Linked DNA regions of Mus musculus: region 1 is linked to region 2. The links are chromatin contacts, called in public HiChIP or PLAC-seq maps. All regions are on one chromosome and are shown on one strand. The core of a region is the stretch at or near the end of the contact, and the rest is flanking DNA. Distances in the headings are between cores, read along the strand shown.

The links. HiChIP or PLAC-seq counts read pairs in DNA pulled down with a chosen protein or histone mark.
Region 1: an H3K27ac HiChIP or PLAC-seq map of heart atrium shows a contact between it and region 2, with 4 times the contacts expected there. The contact joins two enhancer-like sites. A contact is called at or near these places in 12 of 484 Hi-C or Micro-C datasets (the G1E-ER4 cell line, the HPC-7 cell line, the N1E-115 cell line and 6 more), 2 of 115 datasets of contacts at active chromatin or transcription factors (embryonic stem cells and heart atrium) and 1 of 9 other capture datasets (embryonic stem cells).

What each region holds. Positions count from the first base shown.
Region 1 is chr19:45,899,191-45,904,212 of GRCm38.p6, forward strand. The region is part of intron 20 of Armh3 (armadillo-like helical domain containing 3); the gene reads right to left. Among named protein-coding and RNA genes, the nearest start is that of Kcnip2, 86 kb to the left of the region's middle. Within about 2 kb of position 3,576, at least 19 of the 459 cell types and tissues checked have an H3K27ac peak or open chromatin away from gene starts, as enhancers often do. A contact at or near this core is called in heart atrium, where this site is marked.
Region 2 is chr19:45,834,437-45,839,601 of GRCm38.p6, forward strand. All of the region lies in intron 24 of Armh3 (armadillo-like helical domain containing 3), which reads right to left. Among named protein-coding and RNA genes, the nearest start is that of Kcnip2, 21 kb to the left of the region's middle. Within about 2 kb of position 1,280, at least 18 of the 459 cell types and tissues checked have an H3K27ac peak or open chromatin away from gene starts, as enhancers often do. A contact at or near this core is called in heart atrium, where this site is marked.

The DNA.
Region 1 (5,022 bases), core at 2,326-4,825, 67 kb after region 2:
TCATGGACTGGACCCAGGCAGGGGTCGAGGAAGCTCTACAGGTGCCCACAATAGATCACACACAGTCTTCTCAGCTCCTACTAGTATCTCTGAGAATACAGGCTAGCTAGGTAAGAGCCACATAAAAATGACTAAGCTCAGTCCAAACCTCTGTCCTTGCTGAAGATCACCTTGCTCAGCTATTTTTGATAGAGTGCTGTGGTTGTGAGATTGTGCTGGCCTTGATCAGCATCCCAGAAAGAAGTGTCTGCTGGGAAACCTAGGCCCCAGGATGATCCATCTTATCTGGAACAAACAATTTCAAACAGGGGAGACCACACAGCCCCGTGGGGCTGCAGCAATTTCCTCACTCCAAAGCCCCCCCCTATAAAGGGTTCCTCAGTTTCCCAGAGGAGGGAGGCTAATCCCCGCTGTGTGTGCTAACCAACAGCCTCCTCTGAGGAGCGGACTCTGCCCTCTCTTTGCCTCCTAGCACCCTTTCCTCCCTCAATCATAGCACTTACAACAGTACTGTGAATAGATGAGCTCCTAACAGACTTCATTAACTCACAGGAGGCAAGAGAAAGAGAGGGCAGAGCAGGAGGAGTAGAGAAAGACATGGCTCCTAACACAGCCAATCCAGAATAGCAGCGATGCGGCTTCAGCGGTGCCCGTGTGGTAATTAACGAGCACCAGACCCGGAGGATGGGAACTGGCAACAGATTTGTTCCTGTGATGACTTCTGATAGTCAGGATCCCTGGGAGTCAGAGTTAGGGATGACAACGTAATAAGAAGAAGAGCGTAATTCTAGCACAAGCCAACAGGCAATTTGTGTCCAAACTGATGCAAATACAGGCAGAGCAAATCAGTAGGGAAGACAGGCTAGCGCGGATGCTTGAATGTATGCTACATGCTTTGTGTGTAAGTACTGCAGAGACATGTTTGTCCCTGTGATTCAGGTCACACGTCACTCTCCTCTGGACTCCCACCATGTTGCCTAAGACCATCAGAAAACACAGATAGTTATATTATGATTCATAATCGTAGCAAAATTACAGTTATGTAGTTGCAACAAAAATAATTTTATGGTTGGGGGTTATCACAACATGAGGAACAGTATCAAAGGGCCGATGTTAGGAAGGTTGAGAGCTACTGTCCTCGATGGTATTTCTTTGTGTTTGTTGCAACACTGGGAACTGAACCTGGTACTACTCACACACTAGGCAAGTGGCTGAGCTACTGAGCCTAGCTAGAGGGACCTTTCACAGGCAGCTAAAATGAACAAAGCAACCTTAAACTTGGCTCCAAAAAAACCTAATGCCATAATCCCTTGTGGTAGTTTGAATATGCTAGGTCTGAGCCGGGCGTGGTGGCGCACACCTTTAATCCCAGCACTCAGGAGGCAGAGGCAGGTGGATTTCTGAGTTTGAGGCCAGCCTGGTCTACAGAGTGAGTTCCAGGACAGCCAGGGCTACACAGAGAAACCCTGTCTCGAAAAACCAAAAACCAAAAAAAAAAAAAAAAAAAAAAAAAAAAAAAAAAGAATATGCTTGGTCCAGGGAGTTGCACTACTAGGAGATGTGGCCTTGTTGGAGTAGGTATGGCCTTACTGGAGGAAGTGAGTGAGTGAGTGAGTGAGTGAGTGAGTGAGTGAGTGAGTGAGTGACTGTGAATGTGGGCTTTGGATATGGATGTCCTAGCTGCATGGAGGTCAGTGTTCTCCTATCTGCTTTTGGACGAAGATGTAGAACTCTCAGTTCCTCCAGCCCTATGTCTGCCATGTTCTCGCTTTGATGCCAGTGGGCTGACCTCTAAATCTATAAGCCAGCCCCATTTAAATGTTGTCTTTTTTTAGTTGCCTTAGCGATGGTGTCTCATGGGAAGGTCCTAACATCTGTAAGTGCTGCCTTCACCTTCGTCACCTCACTGACTTCACGTATCACATCCTCTGTGCAGACAGCACCACACACATAGCCTCTTCCCCCTTCAGACTTTCAGATTTACAACTTCCCTCATACTAAGGCTGAGAATAAAATTCCAGAATTTAGGCTCTCAAGAGGTCATTTAATCCAATTTCTCATATTTTAGAAAAGAAAAATGCACACCCATTTCCACCCACTAACGGTGAGCCAATTTCACTGGCTTTAGAATCACCATGGAAACACACCTCTCTATATGTCTTATAAGGTGTTTCCAGAAAGGTATAGCTAAAGAGGGAAGACATACTCAATGTGGGTGGCAGCATTAGGGGTGGGAGCCTGGATCCTGGACTGAAGTAAAAGGAGCAACAGTACTCCCCCCCCCTTCCTGCAGACACACACTGAGACTAGCTACCTCACTGGCCTGCCACTGAGCCTTCTTTGCCATCATGTCCTCTATCCCTAAAATAAACCTTCCTCCCTGTACTGGCTAGTTTTGTGTCAACTTGGCACAGGCTGGAGTTGTCACAGAGAAAGGAGCTTCAGTTGGGAAGATGCCTCCATGATATCCAGCTATAAGGCATTTTCTCAATTAGTGATCAAGGGGGAAAGGCCCCTTGTGGGTGGGACCATCTCTGGGCTGGTAGTCTTGGGTTCTATAAGAAAGCAAGCTGAGCAAGTCAGGGGAAGTAACCCAGTAAGAAACATCCCTCCATGGCCTCTGCATCAGCTCCTGCTCCCTGACCTGCTTGAGTTCCAGTCCTGACTTGGTTCAGTGATGAACAGCAGTATGGAAGTGTAAGCTGAATAAACCCTTTCCTCCCCAACTTGCTTCTTGGTCATGATGTTTGTGCAGGAATAGAAACCCTGAATGAAACAGGTATCTATCCTTAGGAGTTGCCTACTTCAGTCTTTTGAGGCCTGGTCTCTCACTAGGATCGGGAGCCTGTTGATTAGACAAGGCCTGGTGGTCAGGGACCTCCGGGACCGTCCTGTCTTTGCCTTCTAAGTGATCAGGTTGTGAATCTGCACCTTGGCATCCGGCTTTGTACATAAGCAACTTGGATTCTCATGCTCACCCAGAAAATACTTTATGGAACAACTCCTCTTTTTCAAAACATATAATTACCAAGTGAAATTGTTTTTAATTTCCTAAGAGTTGGCTCTCAAAATTATGTCCTATACACAGAATATGATTGAATAATGGATTTTATAAGAACCCAGAGTGACCTTCATGCAAAATGAGAACCAACACAAATGAGAACTGGGCATAAACAATTAATAACCAAGTTTATTCCTATGCAATTAAGGCACAGACCTTTGCCCAGAACTTACATAACAGGCCAAAGGAAAGAGTGACCTCTGTCTGGGGCAGTTTCAAGGACAAGCAAAACCGTGCGGCCAGGCTCTTGATGCCAGCACACCAACAGGACAGAGATTGTGCTGGCTGCCCCTAGTTCACTCTCTCCATACACATTCATTTTTAGAAAACTGCCCTTGATCAACTTGCCTGCTGGATGCCAACTGGGCACATGACCAGCCAAGCTATTCCTAGGATAGTCACAAAAATACCAGTACATGGAGAGAATAATTAAGATAACCATAAAAGTCAAGGAGTGACTGAATAGACAGCACTGTTAGTCCCGTGGTTGTAAGCACGTGCTGTCGTGAACTGCACGCTGAAGCCCCTGAGGAGACACAAGCAGCACACTGCGCCTTTCTACTCTTCCTTAGTTTAACCCTGTAAATGATCACACTTCTCACTGTTAAACAGTTTTCAAAAAGGCAGGGATGGGGAGGAGTAAACACAAGCCTCTTCCTTACTGAAAGCCCAGCACTTCTGATCCCTGTTCTAAAAGGTTTTCGAAAACAACCATATTATACAGGGGCTTAAGTAAGTTAAAGGTCTGGTCCCAGCCAGGGGTGGTGGCTCATGCCTTTAGTTCCAGCTCCGGAGGCATAGACAGGCATATCTCTGACTTCATGGTTTGCCTGGTCTATGAAGCAAGTTCTAAAATAGCCAGGGCTATAGAGAGAAACACTGTCTCGAAAACAAATGAACAACCAAAGACCTTTGGTCCAATGAGTGAGAAATCATTGTTCATCTCTCAACAAAAAATGCTGTAGCTTGTTGTATATAATATCACTTTGATATTTTGGTTATAGAAAGACTCTCTTAGGTATTATGCAGAAGCATCACCTGTCAATAAAAAGCCGATGGCCTATTAGCAAAAGGCAAGAAATAAGAGATGGGAGTTCTGGTAGAGAGACAGGAACTCTGTGAGTTAGTGAGAGGCGGGAAGATTGGCCACCAGACTCTGAGGTGACAGGCATATGAAACTGAGGAGAGGTAACCAGTCGTGTGACACACATAGAATAGAATAAATAAGTTATATGAGTTCCAGGTGACTCGGGGAACAAGTCCAAGCTCACGGCCTAGGCATGTATGCATAAATAACTAAGTCTCAGAGAGGTTATTTGGGAACTGGGGTACTGGGAGAAAGGAGCATGGTTACAAATGGCGCACTGAATATGTGGCTAGAAATTTCAGAGTGGAAGAGGGTTTTCTAGCCACGTAATGCGAAACTGGGTATGAAAATACATAGAATTCGTTTGAAAATAGTAAAATAAAATAAAAAGAGAGTTAAATAATATATTTTAAAAATTACCTAGAGGAAAAAGCTTAGAGAAAATTAAACACACAGAGAGGCACTGTGGACAGGGGGTCTTTAAAAAAAAAAAAAAAAGCCCTTGCTGACTAGAAAAGCCAGCTCCTCTATCAGAGCCTCAGTACACTTCCCAGCACAGCTCCTGTAACTGGGGAGATAACTCATCATCTCTCTGGCTGGAGCTTTAGTGCACTGTCCAGGTATGGCAGAGGGAATGAGCAGCCTGGGTCCAAGATAGACTAGCAGGTGGGATTAGCCTGCAATGGCCGGATGCCAAAAAGGCAGCGAAATACTGCAGCTGTCCCAGAGTGGGTAGGTGACAGAGGTCAAAAATGGCTCCAGGCCAAAAGCCATCAAGGAAAGCCTGCTAGACCTAGCAGCCCAGCCCAGGGGGCACATAGACCCTAACAAACCATGGGAGACATGCTAGTCTAAGGCTAGAGTCATGCAGAGG
Region 2 (5,165 bases), core at 30-2,529:
GAGGCAGGTGGATTTCTGAGTTCGAGGCCAGCCTGGTCTACAAAGTAAGTTCCAGGACAGCCTGGGCTATACAGAGAAACCCTGTCTCGAAAAACAAGACAAAACAAAACAAAACAAACAAACAAACAAGGGGCTGGAGAGATGGCTCAGAGGTTAAGAGCATTGACTGCTCTTCCAGAGGTCCTGAGTTCAATTCCCAGCAACCGGCTCACAACCATCTATAATAGAATTTGATGCCCTTTTCTGGTGTATCTGAAGACAGTGACAGTATATTTACAAACCAAATAAATAAAAATCTTTTTTAAAAAAAGGATTAAAAAACAAACAAACAAACAAACAAACAAACAAACACCAACCAAACCAAAACCAAGAGCCAAACAAGCAGCAACCAGCACAAAGCCAAACTGTCGCTGAGTTGTTGTCCTTCCACTTGGTACTTTAAGTGACTTTCTATCTGAGATAACTTGATTTTCACCTAGGGAAGTACCATTTAATATGACTTGCTTAGAAACGGGGCTTCTAAGGGTGGAAGCCAGCCCCTACACTTTCTGAGAAACTGTCTGTTTGAAAAGGAACAGCTTTCTGCCTGCATCCGCCTATGTACAATATGCATAAGTTTGTTGTTTTGCTTTTCTTCCTCCCTCTCTATTTTCATCTCCTGTACTTCAGGAATAAACTCAATTTTAAAACCAATTTAAGCTGCCCAGGTCTCACAGTTGGTCTATGCCTTTCAAGGCTGCTACCAATGGGCTTTCTAATGCCGTGAGACTTATTGATGTGACAGGCTGTACCTGCCCTTCAGCAAGGTGGGCCGGATAATGAACCTCACAGTGGGTGATTAGTAAGAGGCTGCCACTTGGGTAAAGGATTGGTGACAGTGACCTTCCTTAATTTCCCTGGGCAGCCACACCACCTCCCTTTATTTGGCTGAATCCATAGACAGCCCTGTGAAGCTTTTCTTTGTACTAATTACATGTCCAACACATTCAGACCCATGCTCTGTATAAGCAAGGCACCTCATCATACCTAAGGGTGCCAAGGTAACGGGAGCGGAGGAAACATCAGACCTCCGCCATCAGGCCTTCTTTACACGCTGTCCAGATCCAGCCAACAGACAGACGCGTCTCAATCCCCACCTGAGGCCCCTTCCTTGGAAACATGGAATCTGGGAGAGGAGCTGAAGAATCATCATCTGCCACCAGGCACAGCGGTGCACACAGCTTCCAATCCCGGCATGGCACGTGGGAGGAGGGGGGAGCAGGACGACTAGGCAGGATTTCAAGGCCAGCTTTGGTGATAGATAAGGTTTGAGGCCAGCCTTTTCTGGCTCTAACTCACCAGTCTCTGCCTCCGTGTCAGGGCCTCACTTACCTCCCACCCCTGACAGAATCCTATGTGTGAGCTATGCTCAGTGTCCCTTTTATCTGAGTGGGTTATTCAGATTGAAACGATCACATGATCACAATTGTTAAATCAAAATACTGTTATGGTTCCTGAAACTATTTCAAGCTGGAGAGATTGCTCAGCCGCTCTTGCAGAGGACCCAAGTTTACCTCCCAGTACCTGAATGGTGGCTCCTAGCTATCTGTAACTCCAGTTCCAAGGGTCCATCCTTTTTTTCTGGCCTCTATGGGCGACAGGACTACCCATGGTGCTCAGGCATACATACAGGCAAAACTCTCATCCACACAAAGTAATAAGGAGAAGAATAATTCAAGTCAATACAACTTTAACAGAGATACAACTTTGCATAATGGTACTTCTAGCCTCTGCTACTATTGCCAACCAGTGGCAAACCAGGAGCTTCACACATCTCTGTAAGAGGTCTTTAAAGAACTTCCTAGAAGAGATGGCAGTGGAGATAAAACAATCTTCCCACACAGCAAATGAAAGAAGGAAGTGGTTGTAGACAGCCCTCTGTAAAGACATCAGTATTCCTGAGCATTCCTGCTCTGCCTGGAGCAACCGGAGGGAGACCCTTCAGTGCACGTGAAGGAAGCAGGACTGCTCCGCTGTGACCCTGAGTCACGGTGCTTACTGCCACTCTCTAGCACTGTTCCTTCCACACACTGACAAAGTGGCTTCATAGCTGCCACACTGAGGAAGACCAGAGATTTATGTGGTGGTCATTTCAAAGTTCTCCTGCAGTGAAGAATCGTGTGATAGCAGCAGACACAAAGAACAAACCGATGCACCAGGGCAGTCAGCAAGCCTAGCTGTGCAACATGACTAGACTTGAATGAAACAGACCCACCACAGTGGTTAAGAGGCTGGGTAGATATTTAGATGCTTGGCCAGCTTGCCGAGCCCTGGGTTAGATTCCTAGTACCACAGAAAGGAGGTATGCTAGGTAGCACATTCCTTGTAATTAGGGCACGCAACAAAGTGGAGGCAGAAAGACCAGACATTAAAGGTGGTCTTTAGATACAAAGTGAATTCCTAAAGGGGTGATTAAACGTTAATGTGAAAAAAATGTGAATATAAAAAAAAATCTACCGTGTAACTAGAAATATTCCTGAAAAGTCAGCAGACCCCTTTTGGGAGAAAGCTTCCTTAGGGTATCTGTTGGAATAAAGGGATTCGTTTCATCTATGAAGTTGTCACACCACGTTGGGACTCTCTACACAGATATTTGTGGCAAGCAAACTCTACATGGATTGGTACTGTGTATCTTCTGTCTAAGACTTCTGGTCACCTCCCAGGGACAGGCCTAACCCCACCACTCTCCTGCTTCTTGCCTTCATAGCCCTGGCTTATTCCTTCAGCCTATCTGACAGACTCAAGTTGCCATACATGTCTCAGCCTGACAAAACAGACACTTAGACTCTAGAGAAAGACCGGTCTAGCTACATTTGTAGGCCTGAACAAGTCAGTTCTTTGTAATGTTCTCACCTAGAGAATAATAATTATGCCTATCCCAAATATTTGATATAAAATAAGGTAAATAATCCATACAAAAGTGTTCCCTCAATAATTATAAAGTGTTCCTGTCCTCTGTGTATTTGCATCTGTTTTAAATCCAAGCTACTTCCTCTCCTACACAGGTCTCTGCTGGTAGAGTCAACTCCCTGGTCTGGCTGAGACATCCACCCCAGGAGCTGGCTCTCTGCTGTGGGCTTCTCAATACGCCTATGGGGATAGGCGGGCAGCAGGCAGGCAGGAGCCACCCTTCCAGCTGGCTGTGTCTTTCTTGCTAAGGGAATGAATTCAGTGAACTAACAACTCCATCCAACAAGTCAACGGAAATGCCAGGACACAAATAAAGGTGGCAAGGCAGGCAGGGTAGGGCAGCTAGTGTTGGGGTCACATGTTTCCCTCAGCCAGCGTTCCCACAGCAACCCACACTCGCGGGTACAGAGAGTTGTAGAAAACAACAGCTACAGGCTGTTGTAGAAAAGCACGCTGTCAGGCACGGGAAGCTGAGTTATGGCTACTGTGGGAGTCTTCCATCGTGAACATGTGCCTTCTGCCAAGGCTGCCTTGTTCTAAGAGGGGAGAACGGCACAGGGGCACCTGGGAGTATGCTGCTCAGAGGCCGCAAGCACCCTGTCTAAAGGGCAGAAGTGCACTGGGACATTCTTTTTAGTTTGCTTTAATTTTGTTTTGGGGGAGACAAAGTAACACTGCCCATTCTGGAACTCTCTATATAGACCAAGCTGGCCTTCTGCCTCTGCCTCCCACGCTGGGATTAAAGGTGTGCTCAACCTTGCCTGGCTAGGGAGAATTTCTACAGCAGTGGCTCCATGAGGAAAGTGAACCATAGGAACTTCCTGCTTAGAAAATCCTCATAGGAACAACTGGCTTCACCTCGTACCATGGTAGGAACTTCACACCAAAGCACACACATCAGTCCTCTCCACTGCTCACACCCACAGAGCTGTTACACACTCGCACAACACATCAATGGGTAGAACAACTCTGACGATGAAACATCAGGCCTGGTTCTCCTCAGGGGCCTTAAGTTCTGAGGCTTCCACCAAGCTTTTTCTGAGAAAGTTTTCTCACACAAAGTATAAAGACACAGTGCCACACAAAGTGGGCTCCCCTCTTAGTAACATTTCATTTTCCACTGGAAATAAACTAGGCTGGGCCTGGTGGGTCAAACTTCTAATTCTAGCACCTAGGAGGCTGAGGTAAGAGTATAGTCACTAGTTGGAGGCCAGCCTGGGCTATGTGGGGAGTTCCAGGGTTGCATCAAAAAAATAAAACAAAACAAAAAAACCCCAAACAACAAGAAAGCGAAAAAAGGCAGGTATCATTTGGATTTCTACATACCTAACAGTCATTTGTAGCTTTTAAGACTCATTTTTATTTTATATGTATCTGTGAGTATTGGCAAGTATATATGTGTATCCTGCACATGCCGGTGTCTGTGAGCTGCTCCGTGTGGGTTCTGAGAACCAAGTCCTGATTTGCAAGAGCGGCAAGTGCTCTTAACTGCGAAGCCATTCTCCACCCTTCCGCAGTTCTCTAATAGCTCTTAGAATCAGGAGAAACTGACGGACTTACAGACTTTACTGAAGTAATACTTAGCAGCTTTCAGGCTGCTCTGCTTGTAATAATGCTTTTAAAAATGTTTATGGGCTGTCAAGATGGCTCAGCCGATATAAACACTTGCCACCAAGCCTGACCACTTAAACCCTCAAAGCCTATATGGCAGAAGGGAGGAACAAACTCTGACCACGCATACATACACGGCCCCACACAATATGCACATATGTAGTATGGGCATACGTACATGTAAAAAGCATCTTATACAACTTTATATAAAGCGTCCCCTGGATCCAAATTCAAAGCTGTAGGTAAAGTAGAAACTTAAGAAAATAGGAATTCAAACCTCAGCAAAGATTGCTAACACAGCTGGCTCACACCTATAATCCCAGAATTTGGGAAGTTGGAGACAGGAATTTCACAAACTCACGGTCACTCTCAGTTACAAGGAAGTTAGTTCTGGGCTAACCTGGACTATATGAAACCTTAACTCAAAAAACAATGCAGGATTGTGGTGATCAGGCGTACATACAATAAAAAACACTAAAAAACACTAAAAAAAGTAAATAAATCTAAAACAACAAATTTTGATTATGTCATAATACTAACCAGTGACAATTCCTATCATAGAAAACTAGAGGGTCTGCCTGCATCAGCCTAGGGTCTATAGCACC